4 separate regions of the Mus musculus genome follow, and regions 2, 3 and 4 are each linked to region 1. A link is a contact called in public Hi-C and promoter capture Hi-C data. All regions are on one chromosome and are shown on one strand. Each heading gives the region's core, a stretch centred on a gene start, on an enhancer-like site or on the middle of the called end of the contact. The rest is flanking DNA. Distances are from core to core; before and after follow the strand shown. Region 1 overlaps Gm29945 (a long non-coding RNA gene). Region 2 holds the start of Fignl1 (fidgetin-like 1). Region 3 overlaps Ikzf1 (IKAROS family zinc finger 1). Region 4 overlaps Ikzf1 (IKAROS family zinc finger 1).

What was found. Promoter capture Hi-C pulls out the DNA fragments that hold promoters and counts their contacts. A called contact is a pair of places that touch in the nucleus more often than the background predicts.
Region 2: a promoter capture Hi-C map of macrophages shows a contact between it and region 1, with 10 read pairs. The contact joins the promoter of Fignl1 here to the enhancer-like site in region 1. A contact is called at or near these places in 18 of 39 promoter capture datasets (the 3T3-L1 cell line, 3T3-L1-derived adipocytes, the C10 cell line and 13 more), 24 of 484 Hi-C or Micro-C datasets (B cells, CD8 T cells, the CH12 cell line and 12 more), 5 of 115 datasets of contacts at active chromatin or transcription factors (the 230-238 cell line, astrocytes, bone marrow-derived macrophages and 2 more) and 5 of 9 other capture datasets (adipose tissue, embryonic stem cells, liver and 2 more).
Region 3: a contact with region 1 is called in a Hi-C map of bone marrow-derived macrophages, with 40 read pairs. The contact joins two enhancer-like sites. A contact is called at or near these places in 8 of 39 promoter capture datasets (3T3-L1-derived adipocytes, the C10 cell line, the HPC-7 cell line and 5 more), 2 of 15 datasets of contacts at CTCF or cohesin (CD8 T cells and large pre-B cells), 7 of 484 Hi-C or Micro-C datasets (CD8 T cells, bone marrow-derived dendritic cells, bone marrow-derived macrophages and 3 more) and 9 of 115 datasets of contacts at active chromatin or transcription factors (the 230-238 cell line, CD8 T cells, the HPC-7 cell line and 5 more).
Region 4: a Hi-C map of bone marrow-derived macrophages shows a contact between it and region 1, with 37 read pairs. The contact joins two enhancer-like sites. A contact is called at or near these places in 10 of 39 promoter capture datasets (the C10 cell line, the HPC-7 cell line, cranial neural crest and 7 more), 2 of 15 datasets of contacts at CTCF or cohesin (CD8 T cells and large pre-B cells), 14 of 484 Hi-C or Micro-C datasets (CD8 T cells, Kupffer cells, bone marrow-derived macrophages and 10 more), 15 of 115 datasets of contacts at active chromatin or transcription factors (the 230-238 cell line, CD8 T cells, T-cell acute lymphoblastic leukemia and 11 more) and 1 of 9 other capture datasets (embryonic tail).

What each region holds. Positions count from the first base shown.
Region 1 is chr11:11,551,378-11,555,470 of GRCm38.p6, reverse strand. It overlaps Gm29945 (a long non-coding RNA gene), which reads left to right. Exons shown (of 3, transcript XR_381043.3): 3 at 3,312-3,373. Among named protein-coding and RNA genes, the nearest start is that of Gm11998, 4.0 kb to the left of the region's middle. Within about 2 kb of position 1,805, at least 6 of the 459 cell types and tissues checked have an H3K27ac peak or open chromatin away from gene starts, as enhancers often do. A contact at or near this core is called in bone marrow-derived macrophages, macrophages and pro-B cells, where this site is marked.
Region 2 is chr11:11,806,773-11,811,212 of GRCm38.p6, reverse strand. Fignl1 (fidgetin-like 1) reads left to right here and starts at 2,251. Exons shown (of 3, transcript NM_021891.3): 1 at 2,251-2,318.
Region 3 is chr11:11,714,748-11,719,097 of GRCm38.p6, reverse strand. All of the region lies in intron 3 of Ikzf1 (IKAROS family zinc finger 1), which reads right to left. Among named protein-coding and RNA genes, the nearest start is that of Ikzf1, 31 kb to the right of the region's middle. Within about 2 kb of position 2,962, at least 37 of the 459 cell types and tissues checked have an H3K27ac peak or open chromatin away from gene starts, as enhancers often do. A contact at or near this core is called in bone marrow-derived macrophages, where this site is marked.
Region 4 is chr11:11,761,928-11,766,274 of GRCm38.p6, reverse strand. All of the region lies in intron 7 of Ikzf1 (IKAROS family zinc finger 1), which reads right to left. Among named protein-coding and RNA genes, the nearest start is that of Fignl1, 45 kb to the left of the region's middle. Within about 2 kb of position 2,999, at least 62 of the 459 cell types and tissues checked have an H3K27ac peak or open chromatin away from gene starts, as enhancers often do. A contact at or near this core is called in bone marrow-derived macrophages and pro-B cells, where this site is marked.

The DNA.
Region 1 (4,093 bases), core at 556-3,055:
GAGTCTGACCCCTCAGACCTATACAGTAGAAGAATAAAGCAACCCCCTCTGGCTTCCCTGGGTGGGAATGCTCGAGTGTACACACACACATACACACACACACACACACACACACACACACACACCAATAATTAAAAAATATTTAAAAACAGAGTCTGTTTGCAGGAATATTTCCATAGGAAAAGCTGAGTCTTTTGGTACAAAGGGCTATACCACCAAAGCTCTAGGCTGAAGATCAGAAAGAGAGACAAAGAAAGGTAAGTATCCTCTGAGATAAAATCTTGTCCTGATACCTTGCTTTTTCTATCCACAACTCAGTGGTTGGTTCTGCAGGTCACACAGGAGATCCATTCATCTGTCTGTCCATTTATCTGTCCATCAATCCATCCACCTGTCTGTCCATCCATCTATCCTTCCTTCCTTCCTTCCTTCCTTCCTTCCTTCCTTCCTTCCTTCTTCCCTCCCTCCCTCCCTCCCTCCCTCCCTCCCTCCCTTCCTTCCTTCCTTCCTTCCTTCCTTCCTTCCTTCCTTCCATCCTTCTTCTTCTCCCTCCTTCTCCCCCCACTCTGTCTTTCCCTCTCTCCAGCCTTCCTCTCCCATTCCCTTCATTTCTTCAACAGAGAGCCATCATGAGGTCTTTACTCAATGAGTGGATAGAACGCCCACAGTTTTGGTCCTGCAAGATGGCTTCTAGTATGGGACACTCCGTATGGTCCTTCCTCTGTGGAACACTTTGGGTTCTTCAGAGTTTTGCTTCTCTTTGGTTTATGTCCAAGGAGAGGAATACCCATGCATCGGTCATGTCTGCGTGGCCTGGGAACACTTTCCTGTTCTTCTGTTTCCAGTCTCATGTTGTGTACTTTGCTTCCTTTTGCTCAACACATAACCTTTCACCATCAAAAAGATGAGGATAATGACTTAGAGTAAGGCTGAAAAAGACAAGGAAATAGATGTTTATTCGATCTACATTTTCAGGTGAGGCTTACAGTGTGACTAGAGTCACAGTGTGTGGCTCAAGATTCACAGGGACACTTGGGTTTCTCCCAAGGTCTAGTTTCCCATAGAAAGCTTGCAGGAGTGACCTCATGGCCAAGGGTTGGCTTTACAATCCAGAAATGGCATGTTCCAGTGTGTCAGTGCTGAGTTGTCCTATCTTCCACTTTCATTTTTAAGACAATGAGCAGATGAGTAAGGCCCTGACAACAGTGAATTGCTATCATGGGGAAGCAGGGTAAAAATTTCCAGATCACATACATTCAGAGAGGTTAACTAACCATTGGGAAGCCACTTACATAATAACATCTTAAAACTAAGGTTCAAAATCAGTCCCTCCATTTCCTTCTAAATGGCTACTTTGGTAGCATCATGGAGAAGTACTATACAGAGGTGTTTTCTGGTATGATCGTGCAAAATTTCAAATTGTAGGCATGGATTTCTTCTTCATCAACATGTACATCTCCTGGTAATGTGACTATGGCTCATCCATCAGGCAGTGTGCTCTCTTTCCCATCCCTGGACTCTGCAATGTTCTGTAATTCCTTTGGTGCCAACACACAATGAACAGGGAAATTGTGCAAGTCACAGAGACCAAACTTGAATGGCTCTTGCTGGCGTTTGCTCTTGACCTCTTGAAACTTTCCTGAGACCACTGAGGAAGAATGTGTGGTCAGTCGTCTGGTAAAGGAAGGTCATATGGGGAAGAATCAAGGCAGACATCAAATGCCTGCCATGTGACTGCCCAGCTCTGCTGACCCCACAGCTTAATGGGCTGTGGGATGAGCTGAGGCCTTGCAGAGGATAGAACACTTCCCCAAGCCATTTCCCAGTCCCGGGAAGAGGAGCTTGCAGCTGTGCTAATGCAGTGGATTTAGGGGAGTTCACTGACTCATTCATTTCATGTGCTCTGAACACCCCAAATGTACCATCTCACTCAACAGTCACAAAGACTCTCCAATGTTCTCATTAGGTTTCTATTTTATAGAAATGGAAACTGAGTCTCAGAAAAATTATACCAAGCCCAGAAAGGATAGGCCTGAGTTTGTATTCATTTCAATGTGGCTGTATGGGCCAATATTCTTCTATCCTACTGCTCTATAAAAAGTCTGAGTATTGAAATGATGTGAGCATATTATAGAACAGGCTGCAGAGTGGTTGGCCCCTAAACTGCACGATTTTGTTGTTTTTAATGAATAAAGTTTGGTTTATTGAATGATAGAGGGACTTATTAAGTGAAGTGTGAGGTTTAACTTTTTAGGATTTATTTTTATTTTATTTTATTTTATTTTATTTTATTTTATTTTATTTTGTTTTAGTGTGTGCCTGAACATATGTATGTGCATCATGTTTATGCCTGGTGTCTGTGAAAGACAGAAAAGGCATTCAGATCTCCAGGGACTAAAGCAAGTTGTGATCTGCCATGTGTGTGCTTTAACAGTAGATATCTTAACCACGAGTCATCTCTCTAGATTCAAGTACTGGAGTTTGATCAGTCTAAAACAAGACACTTATACCACCTGCTAAATGCTCAGACACCCTCATGAAAGAAGGAACAGAAAGAATGTAAATCCAGAAGTAGAGAGAAAGCCTGAGAAATGCTTCTACACGTGATGTAGCTACTGCAATCACAAATTCACAGCAACTGCCTTTACCTGCACTGGTACTGCAAAAGACTGGGCCCGCTGACAGTTAGTCAAGGATGTGGAAGGGCCCATGGACCCCTACTTTTCTTTGATGAACTCTTGGTTGTTGGTAGATGCCGAGTGAGAGGAAGCCATTGTCTTTGGTTGTGCAGCCATTGACGAGTCCACCCAATTTTAATAGATAATTCCACCACTTAGTTACACAGACAGCCCTGATTGAACTCAATGGGGGGGTCACAAAACAAGACAAACAAAAACCAACCAAACAAAAAGGACAGAAAGGTAGAAAAACCTCTTGTAGGAAGGAAGGGAGTTGATGGAGATGAGAGGGAGAAAAGAGAGGACAGAGGAGGAACATAGACTACATTATGTCCATATGTGAAATTGTCAAAGCATCCTTGACTGTCAGCAGGCCCAGGCTTATGCGTACCAGTGAAGGCAAAGGCAGTTGCTGTGAACTTGTGATTGAAGTAACAAAAGTAAAAGAAAAGGACATGCCCATGGAGAGAATGTGCAGAGAGAGAGAGAGAGAGAGAGAGAGAGAGAGAGAGAGAGAGAGAGAGAGGGAGAGAGGGAGGGGGAGGGGCAGAGGGAGAGGGGGAGGGGGAGGGGGAGAGAGGGAGAGGGAGGGAGAGAGAGGATTTCGTTGTAGCACACTTTTAATTCTTCTAGGCACATGGATAGAACTGTCAGGACAAAGAGGCTGGAGTCAAGAGAAGACATAGTGAGCTGGTAAGATGGCTGCAGTCAGTGGTTCTTGGCCTTCTTAACGCTGTGACCCTTTAATACAGCTCCTAATGTTGTGGTGACTCTCCAACTGTAAAATTATTTTTATTGCTACTCCATAACTGTAATTTTGCAATTTTTATGAACCATAATGTAAATATCTGTGGTTTCCAATATTCTTAGGTGGCCCCAGTGAAAGGGTCATTTGACAGCACCGCCCCCCAGGTTAAGAAACACTGGCCTTGTTCATAAAAGGACTTATTATGTAAAACTAGTATATGAGTTTGATCCCTGGAACCCATGGTGGAAAGAAAGACCTAACTCCCAAAAGTTGTTCTCTGACCTCTATATTTGGACTGTGACACATGCAGCCCTCACAAACCAACAAGAAACAAACAAACAATATTTTTTAAAAAAGAGGATGCTAGGCTTCTTAAGATACCCAAGGCAGAGGGTGTCTTGGACTTGTATGTGTTTTGCTAAGCGGAAGCCAGGCTGACTGAGATTGGGGTTTATAATTCCTGGGTGCTCTTCATTGTTGTGTAACTCAGGGGACAGCACAGGAGAGATTTTCAGAAGCACCTATGGAGTATTCATCATATCCTATTACAGAAAGGACTGATGATGTATTCACTATGTACTACCATGCATATTACTATGTGCTAAGTTGTGCTCCTTCCCTATAGTGGTCCTCTTCATCGCCCTCTATTACGTGTGTGTGTGTGTGT
Region 2 (4,440 bases), core at 1,002-3,501, 260 kb before region 1:
CGTTCGGGAATATAAAGGCTAACGAGAACTTTGTCAGACTTGTTAAAATTCTGCCTCTGGTCGTAGGGGAGAGCACCGTCTAATGAAAACTTTTCATTAGGACTGTATGTTCCATTCATGTTAGACTGTATATCCGAGGAATGGCTGGCTACATCTCCAATCTTCACGGGTCCTCTTTCACCAAGGCATGTTTGAAGTGGATTTCAGGATCCAACTGTACTCGGGGAATCTCAGAAAAAGAGACAGATTTAATTTTGTCCCATCTTCTTTCCTATCTCTACAACAGCCCACTTCTCACATTGCTTACAAACATAGTTTTTTTTTTTCTTCCCTGAGACAGGGTTTCCCTGGCTGTCCTGGAACTCACTTTGTAGACCTCTGGCCTCGAACTCAGAAATCTGCCTGCCTCTGCCTCCCGAGTGCTGGGATTAAAGGCGTGTGCCACCATGCCCGGCCAAACACAGTTTTATAAACACTTATTATTGTGTGTTTGTGGGGAAAGGACATGTGCCTAGAAGTCAAAGGACAACTGTGTGGAGTTGTTTTGAATCCTTCCACTTTTTCGTGGGTTCTGGAAGCCACACTAAGGCCACCAAGGTTGCACAGGAAATAAATACCTTTACCTGAGACATCTTGCTAGCTTACAAACACAATTTTTCTGGCAGAGGATGCATATTATTTGGGATCATTTTATTTTCTCTGATCAAAACAAATTAGCCAGCTGAACTGTAACAAGCATTGTCTGAGATTATGGTTATAAACTCATAAATACATAAACAAGAAGAAGCTCTCCCACCAAGGACCAGTTCTGTCTGCTTAGGTGGCAATTTCTTTCTTGCAGGTCCAATAACTTCTGACCATGAAAATAGAGTCTATCAAAAGCAGTTTGTGTTCTCGGTCAGCAAGTTTACTACTTGCATAGCTTAAGCCTTAAACTCTTCCACAGTAGACACTGGGTTGTGAGCCTAACAAAGCCAATTTAAAAAAGACGGACGCCAGAGAATAATGTTGCTTTTTGCAGGATTCCTGGTCTTATAAAAAAATAATTAAAACAAAACAAAACCCAGACTCAGTAGGAAACCGAAAGGCAATTTTGAATTTAGGGGAAAAATAAGACAAGCTAGACATGTTGGCAGCCTCTGGAGGAGGCAGACGGATAAGGGGAAAAGAGACCATGCTTTTGGAGTTAAAGGTCAGAAAGGCAGGCAGGCTCAACAATGCAGGCCTGGGAATGGCTGCATGGGTAAGGAAGGTCTTCAGCCTGATTAAAAATGCCCAGAGCCGTAGAGCAAGCAGGGTTAGGAGTGTTGGTCAGTATTTGAAGGAGATAGGATGAATAAAAGAAAAGTACAGTTTTCCCAGTGAAAACAGGCAGGCTTAGCGATGAGGGTTGTAGACAAAGAAACCAAAAAAAAAAAAAAAAAAACCACCCAACAACCCAGCACAGCCCCCCTCCTCTCCCCTCTCTGACAATCAGCTCCCGACTGCTTGGAGCCTGACCCAATGGCTTGTTATGCCTATACAAACAATTAAGAACCTAACCCTTGGTGACCTCTCCCCAAATTGCAAGCCGTCTTGGTTGGTAATAGAGAGGTGGGGGTGGGGTGAGGTGGGGCCCAAAGCTATGAGGGGAAAGTTCCCTCGGTGACTCCAGGACTGTCCATGTTTTAGCTACCTACGATTAGTTTTTTTAAAAAAAAAAAAAAAAAAAAGCTCTTCAGTTCTTACTGGACCCCTGCCAGCTACTACTTCGGTAATCTCGGTATTCCGTCTAATGCTGGCTGTAGCCTTTGCTAAACCTTCCTGTATTCGAGTCTCACTATTTGATAGCTGCTGCTGAACTGGTTAAGGCCGGAGGGCGCCGGGGCGGGCAGGCTCTGGAGTGGCGGCCCGGAGGCTACACCTCCCCTTCCCCCTCCCGGGCCGCTTTCGCCCTCCCAGGGGACTCGTGCTCTCTACACTCCTGAGCTTTCTTTCCTCTCTCACTGCCTCTGCCTAGGTGCCTTTGCAGCACCTAGCTCGGCAAAAAGAACATATTAAGGCTGCAGTGAACGGGAAGCCAAGGGTTTGCTTAGATTTATCGCCACCGCGCGGGCTAAATCTCCCTCATAGAGCGCGGGCCGGAAACCCAAATTCCCGCGTTAAGGCCTGGGCGGTGACCTCAGGCCTTCCGAGACTCCGCCCTCACGCTGCGTGCAGCGCGCGCTCAGCCGCCCTTACTCTACACGCATGCGCAACGCGGGCCGAGCCGTCACTTCGCGCAGGCGCACTTCGAAAGGCGCGCTTTTCGGTGGCTGCGGTCCCGGCAGGGAGCACAGGTGGGCCCCGGTAGGCTGCTGTTCGCCGCTAAGCCGGCGGGCGGAGGCTGTGGTTGCCATGCCGGGTGTACTTTGGTTTTGTTTTCTTCTGTCCGTTCTTGGCCTCGGGTTGTCGGAGAGGGTGGCCTTGGGAAGCCCGCGGCCAGACGGCGGCTGGGGCTGAGGGACGCCGTTGGGCGTGACGGTTTGGGGTCAGTCAGCCACAGCTACCCCCCGCTAGGACTGCTGGGAATGCTGTAGCTGGTTTGCCACCTAAATGTACTCATTTTGAGTTTCGTGCTTTCGGCAATACTAACACAGGTGAATTTTCTCCGAAAATCAGAAATGCTCCAGCATCTGAACTTGACGCCTAAAATAACATCCTCATCATGAAACTTTTTTTTTTTTTTTAAATTCATTCCTGCTCAGAAAATAGTATCTACAGTTAACCGTCTGGTTATGTAGCTAATGTATATTTTAAGTATACGTGAGTTGTATTTAGAATGGAGTCCCCTACCTGATGTATGTGTCAATACCTAGAAATCAGACACACTCCTGACCCCGAGCAGTTGGACTAAAGATACTTTTCAGTTGTGATAACTGGTTCCAGGCCATACGCAGTCGCTACGGCCTGAGGGGGGAACCTTCCAAAGGGAAGAAATAATAATTCATAATCTATCATATTTCTAAGTTCTGGGGACCCTATAATGCAACAACCTGTCAGCTAAATAATGGTGCACGCTGTTTCTCCCCAGGTGACGACATAGCTTAAGAGATATTCTCAGAGTCACTGCTGAAAGAACAGATTATGTATTCAGAATTCAGGGCCTGGGAAATGGCTTAGTGGGTCAAAGCTGCCGAACCTGAGGACCTGAATCCCTAAGAACTGTCCTGGTAAAAAGAGAAAATTCAGTTCCTGCAAGTTGCTCTCAGACTTCCCCAATTTATTACAATTAATTAAAACTTTTATGTCCAGTGTCTAAAGCTAGGTCTTACAGCTTCAGATCCTGTGTTCTAAATTCCTATGCTACTTTGCCACTAGTAAACTAGAGTTCTGTAAAGTTCAAAAATGATGTCTGGAATATAGTAGGCCCTCCAGTTTTTAATCATTTTAGTGGATACCATGAACTACGTACTAAAGAAAATCTAAATACAATGAGAAGTAGTTCTTGTTTGCAGAAGCTTCCTGTCTAGTTTGAATGACCAAAACATTCTTAATCAGAAAATTAACAAAGTAAAGAAAATTGAAATGTAACTCGGTTGCCCATACTTTATAGATTTCTATCAAGCACAAAGGTTAAAATGACTTAGAAGTGTTAGATAATACGGTCAGTACTTGTGTCATTGAGCAACAGACTGTTTTGGGTTGTATGTAGTTGTGGGATATGACTGACTGGAAAGGAAGGAAAACTTGGTCGATAACTTCTAAATACAAAGATGGTGGTGGAAGAGGACAGTTTTTGGAGAATGACTAGAATAGGTGATTTTAGGTGATAGACTGAAATGAAGCTATAAAGATAATTATAATCATTGCGAACCTTTGTGGAGGATATTTTCCAAGTTACTTCTCCTTCAGGTTCTTTTTTTTTTTGAGACAGGGTTTCTCTGTGTAACCCTGGCTGTCCTGGAACTCACTCTGTAGACCAGGCTGGCCTCGAACTCAGAAATCCACCTGCCTCTGCCTCTGCCTCCCGAGTGCTGGGATTCAAGGCGTGCGCCACCATGCCTGGCTTCCTTCAGGTTCTTATTTCTGGTGTTGTATAATGGAGAGTAAAATAAGGTTAAAGCAGATGAAAGCAGGGCTACTTACTTGCCTCAGAACTGTTGATCCAGTTTCAATTTAAGTAACAGTTTGACTAGATGTTAAGTTTCCCATTATTATAAGCAGAGATGTATGCTTACCTACTTATAATGTGGTAAATTTTTTCCACAGCATTGTCAGAGATAATAGCTATATTAACCAGGAGTGGTTACCCTTTTACTCCCGGTGCTTCAGAGGCAGAAACAGGTGAATCTCAGAAACAGGTGAGGTTGAGGCCAGCCTGGTCTACAGAGTGAGTTCCAGGGCAGCCAGGGTACACAGAGTAACCCTTTCTCAAAAACCTACCACCATCACCACCATCAAAGCTGTATTAAATATAGC
Region 3 (4,350 bases), core at 1,713-4,212, 160 kb before region 1:
AGCCCCCTCCAAATAGCTGGCTTCAACCCAAACTGAGATGTGATATAAGCATCAAACACTGGACTCAAACACTCAGTCCACGGGAAAAGTACAAGTTTTCAAAAAACAAGACAACAACTACAGTGAGTACATATTTGTAATACTATTTGGGTATATTGACTAAATAAAATATATTAACATTAATTTTACCTGAAGGATTTTTTTCCTTTAAAAAAATAATTCCTTTCTCTAGGGAATTCAGAAGCATCTAGCACCTAGATTACTACATTTCAAGCTGACTGTGCTCCACTAAAACAGGCAATCATGCATGGCATAGCTATATTCCAGAAACAATGGCTACCACTCATCTGAGACTCCTGACCCAGACAGGGACTGCTCCTGGTTGACATGCTTCAAAGTCTTGAGCTAAAGGTGAGCCTGTCTGTCTGTCTGTCTCTCCAGGGGATGACAGGGAGTATGGGCATGCGTGTGGTATGTAGGCACAGTGCGGGTTAAGCTAAGGGTGAATACTTAAGAGGCATCCCACCAATAACAAAAGTAGTTAGTGAAATACAAGAAACACACAGAGAAACGCAAACCCGCAACAGGTGCAAAGTCTAGGCTAAACACCCACGGAGAAGTAACAGTCTTCCAAAACTGTAAGGAAACACACATGGCTTTACGGCAAGCCAGCATCATCTTCTTAGGACTTAGGATTTAAACCCCTGCCTGCACTTAAGTCAGCCTTCTCTCCCCAGCCCTGATCTCACTGAAGGCAGTTCCAACTGTCATACTAGGCTCAAACAAGTGGTCACTACACCAGGCAATACTTAATTGTCATTATTACACATTGGGGTGCCAACAGAAGCCAAGAGAAATGCTCCGGGGTCACTGCTGATTCTTATTTTTATTGCCACCAAGTTCAAGTGGAGTGTGGAGACACTGTGAAAGCACTCAGCATTTGCCAGGTTCTAAGAATAATAATAACAATAATCATATGGCTGCCTGCAGGGCTGTAATAAAAGCCTTTTTCTCATTTCAGCAGGGTTTCACTTCTAGGGTAACGGTCTCTCATTTGGAAAAAGTCAATGTCCACAATTGCCTGGGCCCTGCCAGGCAGCAGGAGTCAGCCTGGATGCCATCCATGGATCACATGATCACACCTCATACCCTGCTGGATGGGGAAGATGCTGGACGTTCAGTGCTTCACTGGAATCCTGGCTTGGTGACTTCAGTGGAAATCGACAGCCTGCAGCCACATCCCCTGTAGGGGAAGTACTCTCCTGGCAGCCAGCCTTCCAATGACACACCCCAGTCCTGTGCCAGAGATGCCTGCCTTGACCTTGCTCCTAACAGAGGTAGCATGAATGGCTTTTTTACCACAGAAGTGCGTTCCAGCAAGTGGGGTGCTTCAGGGCCTCCAAGAGTCTGGGGTCCCTCCATGGTAAGGTGAACTTTTGATCATTCTCTTCCACATTTGCATATTGCTAAGTCTTACTGAGAAATTGTCACCATGGGTTCAGGGAGCAGCGAGGGGAGTCACCTCATGATGTCTATTGCCATCCTGGTGGAACATAGCTGACAGATTCAACACAAGTCCTCTCTCTTCATGACAAGGGAGAGGGCAGTTGCTGCAGGAGGCCTCATTTGTGATACCAATGGCAGAGAGCCACTGGGAGCCAATTATTGGCCTTTACTGCACAAATAGCTATCCAAAAAATACCCCCCCACACTTCCGTGTCATGATATGAAAATTGTATCAAGCCAGCTCTCAAATCCCAAACCAAATTAAAACAAAACGAAAAAAGCCCTAACTTGTAGCATTGGCCAAGTATCTGTGGTGTCAATACTTCGAACCATGGTGGTCTTCAAGCTGTTCATTAACAGTCTGGCAGCATGAATGGATCTATTGAGGTCAGCTGACTCCCTGCCAACTGAGCATACATTTTGAATTATTTCTAAGTTTCTCATATCAAAATAAATAAATAGATAGATAAATAAATAAATAAATAAATAAATAAATAAATAAAGCCCAACAAAAGGTTTGAGATTCTGAGCAGATCTGTGCTCTGTTGAGCTCCTCTGGTAGAGGTCAGAAGCTGGAACTCAACCACTCAGGGCCTGAGGAGGGACGCTTCTCACTTCCCCTCCCCCAGCAGGCATCTGCACAGGGCTTAGCTGCTTCTGTGCAAACTTGAAGGGTGATGGGTAGAGCCTGGTGTCTCTACTTAAACCTTTCTACTTTTGCATAAAAGGAAGGGAAGCTGTTTTTTTTTTTTTTTTCTGGGTTATATTTATACTTCCCAAATCAGAAAAATGTCCTAACCAGATAGGAGGACAGGTGGCAACTGGCAACCACAGCACAAAACCTGTTTTTTTTTTTTTCCATTTCTTTCTGAAACCCCATGCAGAAGGAAAGTTAACGGAATGTCAGTTGACTGCTCTACATACAGAAGAGCCACTGACTCTTTCAACACACAGAGAACAAAGCAGAAAATAACACTGGGACCAAACCCAGAAACAGAAAGTAGCGTTTGTCTATCTGTTCCAGGGCCTTTTAATCTTGGACTCCTCTTTGTTTCTCTCAGTAAATGAAGGGAGCACAATGCGATTTTTGAATTTCAGTGGTCAGAGTACAGTGAAGATAAGATTAATGCTGGGTTTTATTTACAGAAACAAACCGCTTTGCACAGTTAACCTGTATTTTTGGAGACACAAAGAGAAAAAAAGCCGGAAGAAGGGCTGCACATTTGAGAGTGGGGCTTGGGCATCTTTTTTGGTCCAAATTCTCTATAGTATACTTTTAATTTCTATGTTGGGTTCTGGAACATTACTGACCACAATAAAAGTCTTAGGCAGCTGAAGATGTCCTGTGTGAACTCGAAAGCTCTCGAGTGTGGGAACGCTGAGGGAAGTGTGGCTGACATCTGAGTCAGCTTCTCACCTGGGAGCTGTATGGGGACATGTGGGTATCACAGAGACCTGGGTGGGGTAGCACTACTGGTCAGTGTGGCAGGGACAGCCTCCCACAAAGGCTCTGTATCCCTGCCCTGAACAACAGCTGTGCTACTGTGAATCAGTATCCTAAAACAGTGAGGTGCTGAGCATCAGATCTTGCCATGTTTCCTCTTAGAAAACTCTTGCTTGATAGCTCCTCTCCCTTTCTCATCCCCAATAAGGCAACACCATCATTCCATCCATACTGCTGGGACACTGCTCTACCCTAGGGGAAAACGTGCTGAGGACCCCTCAGGGAGAGAATCCAGGCCAATTCTATCTGTGGGATGAGGTGTGAAGATGGAGAAAAAAGCTAAAGGGTCCAGGAAGCTCTGTTTTGGGCCAATCTTTCTGAAGAGAGACCCAAAGAGAGGGAGAACCACCCTGCTTGCTTCCCAGGTTTCTTCTTAGCTTAGTCTATTTTTCTCCAGTCCTTCCTATTTCCCGTAATTTTAGTTTTTGACAGGGTTTCTCTGTGTAGCCCCGGCTGTCCTGGAAATCCCTCTGTAGGCCAGGCTGGCCTCCAACTGAGAGATCCTCCAGCTTCTGCAGTTAAAGGCATGTGTCACCACGCCTGGCCTCCTTCCTACTTCTTAACTATTCTCATCCTAAAGTATCAGCCTGGAAATCTCCCCTTCAGCCAGCAACTCTCAGCTCATGTTCCCATGCCATCTGACTTGTCCATCCTCCCTCATGGCTACCCTCCCATTCCCTGATCATCAGTCTGGTTTCCGTGGCAGTCTGGTTTCTGCCTGCAACTCGTTGAGCTACTTTTGGGAAATGCACAACTGGCCCAAATTCTCCTCACTAAGGGCACTCACTAAGTTCTCTTTGACCTTTCTCACTTTTGTCCCATGTGTTTTCTGTGGCTTCCATCCTATAATTCTTCTGAGAAATTTCATCTGAACTGCAGGACTGTCTCCTCCCCTCTACCCCTCTTCTCTACAGTTAAAGGCTAGTGTTCCTCCAAGGGTTCCCTCTCTTGTCTCACCTAGCTGACTCTATGCATAGATGGAACATCTGCCTCTTCCATCCCTACATTCCAGCCAATTCCCTGGATCAGAATTATCATGATTCTATGCTAATCAGCGCTGGATTACTATCATTGTTGCCACAATCACTGTAGTTGGTCACTATACCCATGGACCTATACCAAGACAGTAGACAAACCCCATCTCTCCCTGACTTCTCCTTACTCACACTGCTTGGCACAGGTTCAAATACCCTTCTCTGAGACCAAGACTCCTAACAGTTGCTATCGTGAGAACAAACTCTACTATGTAAAGCAGCTGGAGCTATCACCTGGCCCCTTGCCTGCACCACTGCTCACACCCCAGATCAAGATGCTGGGGTCCTCTTGTGCCTCTACTCTTT
Region 4 (4,347 bases), core at 1,750-4,249, 210 kb before region 1:
TGGTTTTCTAAGCAACCACTGAAGCCTGCTGCTTCAAGAAGTGGGTGTTGCAAAGAAAGCAATATACATTCCAGATGAGCATGGCGTGACAAATCTACCTGTAGAATTTCTCTACCCAAATGTGAAAAATTAAAAGCTATAAAAGCCTCCAGTGCCCCAGTGAAATCTATTATTCTATCTGTCTGTCTGTCTGTCTGTCTGTCTGTCTGTCTGTCTGTCTATCTATCTATCTATCTATCTATCTATCTATCTATCTATCCATCCCATCTACTCATCCATCCCTTTCTTTCCCTGTCTCCCTCCTATCTATCTTCTATCTATCCATCCTATCTATCTATCTATCTATCTATCTATCTATCTATCTATCTATCTCTATCTATTCCATCCATCCATCCATCCATCCATCTTCTTATTTCTACTTTACATTCAACTACATATGACCAAGGAAAGGTACAGAAGATTCTTGCCTGAGACTGGACAAAGCTTTGGGTAATGTCACTTCTAGAAACACAACACTCTCAGCATTCCTTCCAAACCCTCACACTGACAGAGTTCCAATGGGCAAATGCCCTCCTCATTTTGATGATGGAGCTGAAAATTCCACTTTCAGGCAGCACATGACACCAGAGACCTTAGCATGTGGGCTGGCTCCCCTGCACACAAGCAAAGGCCTTGGTGAGTTGTACTTCAGGGGAAGTAGGCCCTGAGATGTCCCTTGTGGAGACAGAAGGCATCATCTGCTGGTTTAGAGCTTTCACCAAATCTGAAAACTCTGAGAGAGCTCTCAAAGGGGAACACTTTAAACAGAAGCCGTATGTACTTGGCCTCACCTGAACTCCCCCAACACCATCCTTGGCATTCTTTCAGGATTTAAAAAACTTATAGTTCTCATAGGAAAAGTCTCAGGTACAATGGGAAGAATGTTGAAATGTCAGTCAAGCCTCATTAGACCAAGTAGAATGAGCAGGATGAAAAGAAATGCCATGGTTACAGGGAAAATATTTTTTTGGCAAGAAGGGAAGTAAGACAAACCAGAAAGTCCATCCTAGGGGAAAAAGAAACTTAATTCCAGGAAGAGGAGCAATGAAGCATAATTACTTCATGACATGGGGTAAAATTTTTTTTTCAAGTTTTAGCTATTTTAGTTTTTAGAATATGCAAGCAGTCAGATTTTGAAGCTATTCAAAGACAATACTAAAAAAAAAAAAAAAAAAAAAAAAAAAAAAAAAAAAAACAACCCAGAATAAAGGGAGATTTTAGATCTCAGGAATTAAAACCAAATCCAATTCAATACATACTCAATACATGAGTTAAAAATAGCAAACACTAGAATAAACATTGCTAGGAACTCAATTAAATCAGGAAAAATATAAAATAACAGTAAGTAAACTTAAAAAAATAAAGAAATTAAAATAGCAAAATGCTAACAGACATGGGAGACAATTTATCCAGTCTATGGAAAACCAGCACTCTTGAATAGAAGTCATGTTAGATAGAACAATTGGTACTTATGTAAAGGAATGTTTCCAAAAGACAAGGAGGAAGAAAGGAGCCTCTCACTCTTAAAGGCTACATTTCATGTAGACTGTAAAACACCAAAGAGCTTCTTACTGATGATGGTTGACTTAGGCCCAAGGAAAGAACACTACATATTTTGGGAGAAAAGTAATATCAAAGAAAAGAAAGTCAGGTTGTACTTGGCACCCACATAATTCAACAAAGAAAAATCTGCCAATGTCAGAGAAGGAAGAGTGGCCAGAGGCTACGTACTCCTGGGGTTACTGTAGAGAGGTGACAGGTGACATCCTCAAACTCAAAGCAGAGATGGAGATGGAATGTCTACAAGGGTGCTTGAATGTAAAGTGTATTCAATGAAGGGATTGATCAAAATAAACGAAAATGAGCCTAAGAGACCAGGGTCTGATTCTGTAACCTGTTAAAATATATAGTGATGAATATCTAAATTATATAAGAATAATGATTTCTGCATAGAATATGAATAGAAATGTACAATGTAAAAATAAAAGCAATAAAAATGATTGTTTTTAAAGTAATTTTTAGAATAATTTTTTTTCCCTGATAGTCATCCTTTTAAAAAAGTCAAGTCCTGTTGGGAATGACTGTGCATTGAGGAGCCTTTATCTCCTAGGACATGTTGAATATGCTGTGGCCACTGTGAACTGATTTTCAATCAATACACGGGAAGAGGGGAAGCCAGGCAACACCTCCAGCCCAGGGAAGAGCAGCTGCAATCTTTCTGAGGTGGCGCATTCAGGAACTTAAAGGCCTTTCCTCCACATCTCTATTTGTAGTCCACCTATTATTAATCCTGTCCACTGAAATATATATGGCAGGAAGATATTTACAATGATGTTCTTCTAATTTAATACTGGTAATTTCTGGATGTTGCATTTGGTTTTCTGAAAAAACATGAAATAGTTCTATCAAAACTCTTACTATCTATTTATCTATCATCTCAAGTACACAAAACGATATCATCCTAAATGTGGGGAGCAGCCTTTGAGGTCCAATTCTCTTCATTTTAGGGAGAAAACTGTGACACAGTAGGAAGGGTGGACAGGAATGTCGTCATGTAGCACTGAGAGGAAGGCAGACACGAGAGCAGGAAGAGGCACTGGTTAGTGTGTGAACTGCCAACCACCTCTGGGGGACACCAACAGAGCACAGCTGCTGGGAGCCCTTCCTTGCACACTTCACTTCTGCTATCCTGGTCCTCCTGTTCCCACAAGGCCACTTCCTCTTGTGTTTAACCTCTCCCCTGGAGATCGCTTTCCCCTCTCAGCATTGCTTCACTAGTTTTGTAGATCCCTTTCACATAGAGCGTGTGAATCAAGACAATGCCCATTCACCCAGGAGAGCCATGACAAAGTTTCAGATGCTCTGTTTGGCTGGAAGTCTCCTGAAGCTTCAGGGCACTGCCGATGCTCATTACTAAGGCATGTGGCACTCTTCAGGTTCCTAATTGGAAAGAGGAAGTCACACCCTGCCTCCTGAGGTCAGTTACTCTTCACAACCCTTGAACACATTTGCTGCTTCATCTCTGCCAGTCTCCCAGATAGTTCATCATGGTCCCTGTCTTCTGTGCACTCCTCAGGGAGAAGATAGGGCCCTGCACCTCATACTTTCTAAAGCCCCAGCCATCCAAGAGCTGGCTCCTTGACCAAGATTGCCTCTTTCTTTGATCAGGATATGAAGTCTCCTTCATTCTTTTGGTTCAAAAGCTCATACACAGAGAGACAAGTCTATGAACAATATTTCTAATAAGTGGTTTCTGTTTTGTTTTCTAGTGGTCTTTCTTCCCCTCCTTCTTATCAACTCCTAGAACCTGACCTCTGTCTTTCTGCCTCAGTGTAGGTGCTCTGTAAAGGTGTGTGTGTGTCACCAACGTTTTTTTTTTTTTTTTTAAAGATTTATTTATTTATTATATGTAAGTACACTGTAGCTGTCTTCAGACGCACCAGAAGAGGGCATCAGATCTCATTACGGGTGGTTGTGAGCCACCATGTGGTTGCTGGGATTTGAACTCCAGACCTTCGGAAGAGCAGTCGGGTGCTCTTACCCACTGAGCCATCTCACCAGCCCCCGTCACCAACGTTTTATTTGCACATCCTTTGTAGCACAGCTTCCATGGGGTAGCCTTACCAGGGTAGCATTCTTAAAAGCAATTACATCAAACCCTGAACTCTTATTTTCCAGACGTGGCTTTGTCTTTTCTGCAAATGGCACACTAAGCAAGGGAAGTCACAGTTTCCTTCACCAGCCCTACCGTGACCTCCATTCCTTCTACACCAAAGCATTCTTTCAATTACTCCCCATTCTCCTGCCATCTCCCATGTCCAGATAATTTTGACCCATGTCATCTTTATGTGCTCAGCTTCTGCTCCCATTGGGAGCATACCCCTGCTTTCTCTGTGATTCCAAATGAGATGATGCTGCCCAGTTTGGCCCTCAATGACCAGTACTGTTATAGTCAGAGCATCATGGGACAGCTTTACTCACTGCTTTCCAGTGAGTACTTGCGCAAAGCTGGGAAATACCCACTAGTCCTGCTCTAGATCCCAACACCAGCAAAGTAATTTTCCTTGTCTGCCTAGACTCCATGACCCCTTCACTGTATGGCATGCTGCTGAGGTCCTGCCCCTTTCTCAAAGTCCACCTCAGCTTCTCAAACACCTTATTTTTTCTTTCTTGGACATAAGGTTTCTTTTCTTGACAATGATAGTAGCTGATCTTCCTACTGAGGGCTTCTAAAATTTTTTTATATCTGTGGGGGCATTTTATGCTTCCGGTTGCCTTATGAGACACATAAAGAATGGAACCCAGGCT